2 separate regions of the Pan troglodytes genome follow, and region 1 is linked to region 2. Evidence: chromatin contacts called from public HiChIP or PLAC-seq data. All regions are on one chromosome and are shown on one strand. Each heading gives the region's core, a stretch centred on a gene start, on an enhancer-like site or on the middle of the called end of the contact. The rest is flanking DNA. Distances are from core to core; before and after follow the strand shown.

Region 1 (4,135 bases), core at 121-2,620, 220 kb after region 2:
GGAAAGTCAATCTGGGAACTGCTTAGGGCAAACCTGCCTCCCATTCTATTCAGAGTCATCCCCTGCTCACTGAGATGAATGCATATCTTATTGCCTCCTTTGGAAAGGCTAATCAGAAACTCAAAAGAATGCAACCGTTTGTCTCTCACCTACCTGTGACCTGGAAGCCCCCTCCTGGCTTCGAGTTGACCCGCTTTTGCTTCAGGTTGTCCCGGATCAAACCAGTGTTCATCTTACATATGTTGATTGATGTCTCCTGTTTCCCTAAAATGTATAAAGCTGTCACATACAGTCAGTTTCTCTTCCAAGGTTTGGCATGTTAACGTTCTTGTTTTTTTGTTTTCGAACTCAACTTTCTTGTTCTCCATGCCTCCTTGCCCTTAGTTACTGTAAACAACCTTCCCGTCAGTTCTAATCAATAACTCACATCTGTTCCCTTGGTTACCTGCTCTGCACCCATTTCTCCCTTGGAAACCGCACGTCCCACCATTGTAACTCACATCCCCCTTCCCCCTTCCTTATTTGGGAAAATATTCACAAATAGCCAACCGGGTCAGTTTAGATCGTGCGGTCTGACCCCAGCCCATGCCAGAGGTAAGGACTGCGTTAGGAATAAAAACCCCTGCTTTCCTCTGTTCAGTGTGCTCTTGCGATCGTGATTGATGCGAGCAGCAGCACGCTTCTGCAGAAGTAAATTGCGTTGCTGAGAAAACTTTCGCTTGAGTGCTGGTTTCACTTTGCGGCACCGAGCATTTCTCTCCAACAAAACCAAGCTGTGCTCTGACCACCTTGGGCACATGTCATCAGGACATCCTGAGGCTGTGTCATGCACATGCATCCCCAACCTTGGCAAAATAAACTTTCTAAATACTCTTATCCCCAAATGCTCAGGGAGACTGATTTGAATAATCATAAAACTCCAAGCCTGCACTCCAGCCTGGGAGACAGAGCAAGATTCTGTTTCAAAAAAATAAAATAAAATAAAAAAACTCCGGTCTCCCGCACAGCGGACACTGCGTGAATTACTCTTTCTCTATTGCTATTCCCTTGTCTTGAGAAATCGGCTCTGTCTAGGTAGCGGGCAAGGTGAACTCCCTGGGCAGTTACAGAACTGTCATTATATTGCTTCCAATTTTATATATATATATATAAAAGGCACAAATAGCTATAACTTGTATACAGGTTAAATGTGAATGTCCTTCTTGCATGGTCGGATCCCAGCGCAGGAAGGACGCACCGCCTACAAACCGCTAGGCCAAAAGCGGTCATTCTGACCTCATCCAGCCTCACGTGAGATCGCAATCTCCTGTCACTCAGGGCCTGAGGGGGCGGGGCCTGAAGCCCCATCCAATCAGGGGCGCCGCCGGAAAGGAGAGGGCGGCTTCCGGGATCTGCCTGGCGGGTTCTTTGTCTCTCCTTCGCCGGAGACGGCTCTTCCTGTTAGTCTCCGCTGCTCGTTCTTGGCTCTGGGAGGCCCAGGTGGCTCTGCAGCAGCCTCTGCCACCCTGTGACCTGCGAGTATTGGGACATCCCTAGCTGACGCCAGGACACGCGGGAAGCCGAGGAATGGTGAGTGGACTGCGCCTGGCTTCCCGAAGTGGAGAAGAGGGCTGGTTGAAACCTGCTGTGGCGCGACTCGGGCCTCCACGCCATCGGCTCCGGAACCTGCGGACCGAGTCGCCGCGGCGTAGCCGGGGCTCAGTCCTCTTCTGTTCAGGGCCGGGCCGGGCGGGGCGGGCAGCGGAACCCCTGCATCCTGTCTGTACCTGCGGGCGCCACTTCCGCCGGCCGGAGCCCTGTCGGGAACCCCGCGCCTCCCCGACCCAGGTAGTGTGGTGACCACGGGAGGGTGATGCGGGAGAGCCCCGACTCGGTGTCTCGGTGTGCGGGGTTCCAGCATGGGAGGAGCTGTGGTTCGTGGGGCTTCCAGTCCCACCTTTCTTCCCCTAAAATTAACCCGAGGCTTTGTTAAAACGTTAAACGGTGTGTTTGAGCAAACGGCGATTCATAAACCAGGTACCGCAGTCATGGTTTGTGGTTTGGGGTCCACAGAAGGGGCGTAAATGAGAGGCTTTGATAAGGTTAATGAGGAAGCAAACCATATTCTTTTTTTTTTTTTTTTTTTTTTTTTTTGAGACGGAATCTCGCCCTGTCGCTAGGCTGGAGTGCAATGATGCAGTCTCACTCGTTGCAACCTCTGACTCCCGGGTTCAAGCGATTCTCCTGCCTCAGCCTCCCGAGTAGTTGGGATTACAGGCGCCCGCCACCACGCCCAGCTAATTTTTGTATTTTTAGTAGAGACAGGGTTTCGCCATGTTGGCTAGGTTGGTCTCGAACTGCTGACCTTAAGTGATCCGCCCGTCTCGGCCTCCTAAAGCGCTGAGATTACAGGCGTGAGCCACTGCGCTCGGCCAAAATGCTTTTCTGTTTACAAACATTTTACATGAGAGGAAAGCGGAGAATAAACCATCTGACACTCTACTGTAAAAAAATCTTTGTGCCTCTCTTCATCTTTCCTAAGTGTGCATATTACCAAAATGTCTTTAGGTTGATGTCCCCCTGTGAAAACTTTACAGGGTGTTGTGTCCTCAGCCCTTGGTCTGCTTGCTCATCTCTCTGCTAATACTGTGCTGTCCTGAATATTTTTGGTTGAAAATCTTAAAAGTATGTTAGGCAAGACATAACTCTTTTTTTAGATGACTAAAAATCATTAGACATTTGTCATTTTTACTAGGTATGAAAAAGTAGTTTTTCTTGCCTAAAAAAGCCTGATTTGGGAATTTGTGTGATTTCACAGGAATAGCATCTGGAAGTGGTGACATTAATGTCATTTTAAAAAACATGTGCCATATTTCCTCTTATTCCATTCTGCCTTGACATTGTGCAATAGAAATTTAAAAATTGTATTAGTATTGTTAAATATCAATTATTGGTTTTATTTACTACTCAATTAAATTTAATAAGCCTATTCTCTCTTGGTGTAATCACATGGAATGGGCTCAACTCCCCAATTAACAAGTGACAGCACATATAAAATTTTGTCCACCAGGGAAACTCATTAAACACTTAGTGTTCAGACTGTGTTTTGGTGTCTGGTTCCCTAAGCACCACTGCAGTGACACAAAATAATAGACCTTTAGCAGAAAAAGTTTTGGCAAATATATTGCATAAACCATTTAGATGCAGTGAGTCATTCTTATTACTTAGGTTGGTGGAATCCCTTTCAAAATGTAAGTTACTAATACAAACAAAGATTGAACTTTGTGAGCGGGCATTTTTAAGAATAAGTAGTCTTAGGACTGATATTATTAACTCACTTATGCACTTCAGGTAGGACTTTATTATGGCAGATACTAGAAATGTACGAAGTGAAATTAAGAGGTAACCTAGCAGCACATCTTACTCCCTGGATTCTCTAATGAGATGGGTATTTCCACTTTGCTGTTGCCTTTTTGAATAGTTCAATTCTAGCATTAGTACTGCTGTGTGGGAGGGAGTATGTGTGAACAGAGTAAGAGTTGTGACAATCAAGTCATAGAATAAATGCTTGGAAATTATCAAATCATGTAAACAGCTTATGAATTGAGTATAGATTCCCAGTGCTGTCAGTCTCACCCATCCTTCTATCCACATGTGTGGAATGTTCTAGGACTCGGTGGCTTTTGAGGATGTGGCTGTGAACTTTACCCAGGAGGAATGGGCTTTGCTAGATTCTTCTCAGAAGAATCTCTACAGAGAAGTGATGCAGGAAACCTGCAGGAACCTGGCTTCTGTAGGTAAGAATGACAACACATTTCACTTAATTACAGAAGTCTTTCCCTATCATCAGTGCTATTTATGATTTGGAATGTGGCAAGGGAATGATTTGGTGAATAAATCAGGCATGGGCACTGTGTACAATGAACATTAAATCTAGTAATGTTTCTACAGTTTGTAATAATTCATGATAATTTTATGGGTCTGCATTTTAGGAAGCCAATGGAAAGACCAGAATATTGAAGATCACTTCGAAAAACCTGGGAAAGATATAAGGTAATTTGCACTGAGCAGAGGAAATAAAGTCCTCTGAAGGAATCTTAGCATGTCATGAACTTAAAAACAAGCAATCAAAACAAATAAGAGTCAGTTGAAATTT
Region 2 (4,276 bases), core at 1,598-4,097:
ATTATATTCATACAAACCTAATACACGCACACACTGGGCATGATGATGGTGCAGTCCTTGAGCAGGATTTACAGGCAGGATCCTCTTCCCGATGCTTCACCCGTGGTATCTGATACAACCCCACTTCATCCAGAGGCGAACACCTTCCCCACGGGCTCCTGTGCCCCCACCCAGCTCTATACCATCCCTCTCCTCTCATTCCCCAGCCCACCTTGCTTTGCATCGCTCCCCCTTAGGGCCTTTGCTGTCAAGGTGGTCTCCATGTGTCAAACGGGGATTCTGACCAACTACTTCATCTCAAATACCACCTTCACAGTAAGGCCTGCCTGCCCTCCTCTTTAATACCATGACCGTTACCAGCCCCTCCCCAGCACTCCTGACTTCCTGATGCCTCTCCACTTTCCTTTTTTTCTGTAGCACAGATCAAAGAGAGCAGGTCATGTTACTGATTTTGCTTCCTCCAATAGCCAGTTGTGTTCACAGATGTACCTGAGCACCTGGAAGGCTGGCTGCCTAGCACTCATGAATGTACAGTAGGTACTCGGTATAGGTTTGCTGAATGACTGAATCTTTGATCCTGCACAACCATCCAATGAGGTAGACAGCATCATCCCTGTTTTCTGGGTGAGGAAACTGAGGTACAGAAAGGTTATGTAGGCCTGAGGTCACCTGGCTAGGAATTCATGGGGCAGTATTTAATCCGGGTGCCTGAGTCCAGAACCTTGACTCTGAAGCCCTGTTTTGAGCTAAATGCAGCAGCAGCATAAACAGCCCGTTTTGTGCCTCAAAAGGTGAACAGTGGGAGGCACAGCTGGGCAGGGACGTGTCAGGTCAGGGGAAGAAACTGAATTGGGTAGTGGGGATTAACTGGATGCTGTCTGCCAGCAATTTCTGCCTCCTGCATTTTATCTGCTTTAGGGTTGCAAGGGGCAGAGCTATGAACACGGATGCCCACTCAACAGCCAGTTCCTGGGCCAATCAAAGGGTTGGGAGCTGTAGCACCAGAGCTCTGGAACCCCACAGACTAGGATGTTTGCCAGAGCACCTAAGCCCTACCAGCCTTTGATGACCCCTCGGTTCCTCCCAATTCCTCTCCTCCATGTCACGGTTCCTGGCTGGTGTTCCTGAGAGTGGGCTGTACATGAGTTCTGTAAATGCCAGTCCAGTTACGTCAAAGGGGGTGGCTCTCACTTGTACCTGTAGGCTCCAGCTAAGATCTGCGTGGCCCTGCCCGGCATCTGGCTGTCATCCGGGAAACAATCACTGTTCACAAACAAGGGCTTCACTCCTTCGCTCGCTCCATCTCCTGCTAAAGTCAGAATGTGAACACCGACAAACAGCGGCTCCCAGTAACTCTGCTAGTCAGAAGTGATTATTTCAGCAGTTCAGAGGAGGAAGTGGCGGTGCCCAGGGCCACGGGATTAGAAGAGCAACGGAGCTAAAGGATCCCGTGCCTCAGTCCAACCACCTTGTTCCCACTTACTCAGCCGGGCCACTTTCTTTGGAGAAACTGATTTCCTTCTGCTTGCCCTTGAAAGGGGATCCGAAGGAAATCGGAGCTACCGGCAGTAGCTACCCTCCGGAAGACGGAGAATCTTCTCCACCTTCTCCTCTAAGTAGGAGAATCCAATTTCGGTGCAGAGCAGATGGAGAAGGGGCCATGGGAATCAGACCTGCTCAGGGACCGGGTTCGCACTTTCTCTCAAGCTCTGGAGCCTGAAAAATGAGCATTCCCCGGGGACGACCCATGTAAGAATTTGGGCTATATTCAGCATAGTGCAGCGGCCAGCAGCCCTGTCTCGGGGTGGGGTCCGGAGGCCCTCATTTCTGCTTGCCCCTCACTGCCACATAACCTTGGGTCAGAGTCCCTCATCCTCTCCCTCCGCCACTGTGCACAGCGGCAACCGTGTTCACTTCAGCGAGCAACGAGCCCCGTGACCCCCACTCAGGGTCAGGACTCACCGCAGCCCCTCTGCGCAAGCCCCGAGGCTCTGCGTGGCCTCCGGATGCGCGGCCTTTCCTAACCCGGGGACTGCGCACGTGGGCGCCAGGCCCGGAAGGCGCGGATGTGAGCGCTACCTTCGGCGTCCCGCAGCGGCAGGAGGGGCTGGGCGGCCCGGCCTTCGGCTGGCGGCGTGGGGGGGGTCGCAGGGGAGTCTGAAATGAGGCGGCCGACGGCGCGCGGGGCCTCCTCTCTCCGCTCCATCCCCAGCCGCGACTCCCGGTCGGCCGTTCCGGGCGTCCACTGGCCGCGTGTCCTGGGGGCGCCAGAGAAGGAGAACAGCGGAGAAAAGAGCCCCGGGCCCACCTTCCGGACCGGCGGGCCCGCGGGGAGGCCCGGGCGCGGCGACGTGGCTGACCCACAAAGCCCCCGGCCCGGCGGCCAGGCCCAGGCGCGCGCGGAGCGGGGCGGGCCGGGGGTGTCGGATGTCACCCCCAGCGCACACCTCGGCCGGGGGGCGGGGGAGCGAACCACTGAGATGCGGAGACCTCCCCAGTCCTAGAGCGGAGCAGGAAGTGTCCCAGGGGAGGGAGCCGGAGGGCTCCGGCCTTTCCTTTCCTCGGCGTCCGGCGGGCTCCCGCGGCGGCCAGGCCTGCGCCGCCCGCCAACAGGGACGCGCCGCGGCGGTGAGTGCACCCCGGCTCCCGCGGCCGGCCCCGCCCCGCCCTCCTCGGCCCGCGCCCGGCCTCCGCGGCGCCGCCTCCCGGCCCAGAGCCCAGCGCTCAGGAAGGTGCGGGCGGGGGAGAAAGCAACACCATTGTTTTTCAGGCGCCTCCATTTGCCCCCGAGCCGAGCCGTGGCTTTCCGGATGATCGGGAGACGCGGTCTGGACGGGCCGGGAAAGGAGCCGGGCGCCTGCGGAGACCCCGCCTCAGCGAGTACGCCCGGCCGGGCGGGCTGGGAGGATGAGGACGGCTGCCCTGGACTTCCGCCGCCACAGGAGGGTTTTCGGCCGGACGCCGGGAGGGAGCTCCAGGCTGTGAGGTGAGGAGCCCGGAGCCGGCGAGACGGGAGACGCGCGTGTGAGGGAGACCGAGGGCGCGGAGGGCGGGCTCCCCCTTCCCTGGCCCACAGCGACCTTCTCCTTCCCTTTCTGCCGATCCAGCTCGGTCCCTCCTCCGCGAAAGGCTGGGAGCTCGCTCCGCCCCTGCGGGGCCCTCCTCCGCCTCACTCACGTTAGTTCATTCATCAGGCATCTCCTCCGAGCCTCCCACGCGCCAGGTGCCGCCGTGACAAAGACGGACGCGGCCGTCTGGTTGGAGACGATCCGAGTGGCAGCCCGGGTGGGCGCCGGTGCTCCGGGGGGGCGGACCTGAGTAGTCCTGGGCGCTGCAGGTGTGTGATGGGCGCCGCAGGGGGCCGCCGAGCAGGGCGGGCGGGGCCCACCCCGGGCTCCAGATGCCGGAGCCGCCCTGGAAGCGATCCGGTGGTGGGGAGCGCTGTAATGCGTCCAGCCCGACGCCTCCACGGCCCCCATATGGGTTTCTGTGTATGTTGTTACTTTGGAAAGCAAAGAGATTCAGAGCAGTGGGTGTTTCTGGAACCACTCAGTTGTTTCGTAGCTTTTCTGGCATCACTTGTCTTTCTGTGAAATGGGAGTGAGGCCCGAGTCCCCCTTCCCACCTTGTGAGCTGTTGGAGGTTAAGACGCGGCCACGCTGGACAACCTCGTGCAGATGGGGGAGTGGCAGGCACTGCCGGTCCTAAGGATCACAGAGACCTGATGGCAGAGAAGGGGACTGTGAGTGTCCCCATGTGCCCTTTCACGGGCCCAGCGTTCTAAAGTGGGAATCATGAACACCAGCCAGGTATACTGGTTGCTGGTCTCTTTTGCCACCCTAGTTGTGGCAAAAGTGTCGGCTAGTTGTCTGCACACCAGCGGGGAGGTGTAGGGACCCCTGAGTCCCACCTTGGGGGTGTGGCAGCTGCAGTGTCCAGGGGTTCTTTGAGGGCTGAGCTGTGCAGTGACGGACCCACTTTTCTGTCCTGGCCGAGGAAGGGCTTTGGCGGGTGTGCAGTTGCCTTCAATGTGGTTTGAAGAGGGCAAGGATAGAGAATAGGGTGGAGGCGAGGTTGAAGGTCAGGGCAGAATTGGCAGAAGGCTCATAGGAAACCACTGATACTTCTAGATGCGGTGTTATTTGTCCCTGGGAGACTGCATGTAGCTGTCTTACGTGATGTTTTCCCTTGCCTCCCATTGCAGACTCTGCTGGGCAAAGCTGATTCTGGCTGGGTTGTCCATCCAGCACGCAGCACCATCGGCCCTCTGCCACCA

What was found. HiChIP or PLAC-seq counts read pairs in DNA pulled down with a chosen protein or histone mark.
Region 1: an H3K4me3 HiChIP or PLAC-seq map of stem cell-derived excitatory neurons shows a contact between it and region 2, with 4 times the contacts expected there. The contact joins the promoter of ZNF669 here to the promoter of ZNF496 in region 2. A contact is called at or near these places in 1 of 7 Hi-C or Micro-C datasets (stem cell-derived neural progenitor cells) and 1 of 1 datasets of contacts at active chromatin or transcription factors (stem cell-derived excitatory neurons).

What each region holds. Positions count from the first base shown.
Region 1 is chr1:2,005,396-2,009,530 of NHGRI_mPanTro3-v2.0_pri, forward strand. It overlaps ZNF669 (zinc finger protein 669), which reads left to right and starts at 1,371. Exons shown (of 4, transcript XM_514322.9): 1 at 1,371-1,827; 2 at 3,650-3,776; 3 at 3,972-4,032. The coding sequence starts at 1,567. LOC134809846 (endogenous retrovirus group K member 19 Env polyprotein-like) reads right to left here and starts at 224. Exons shown (of 3, transcript XM_063809299.1): 1 at 154-224.
Region 2 is chr1:1,780,828-1,785,103 of NHGRI_mPanTro3-v2.0_pri, forward strand. It overlaps ZNF496 (zinc finger protein 496), which reads left to right and starts at 2,848. Exons shown (of 10, transcript XM_016942245.4): 1 at 2,848-2,986.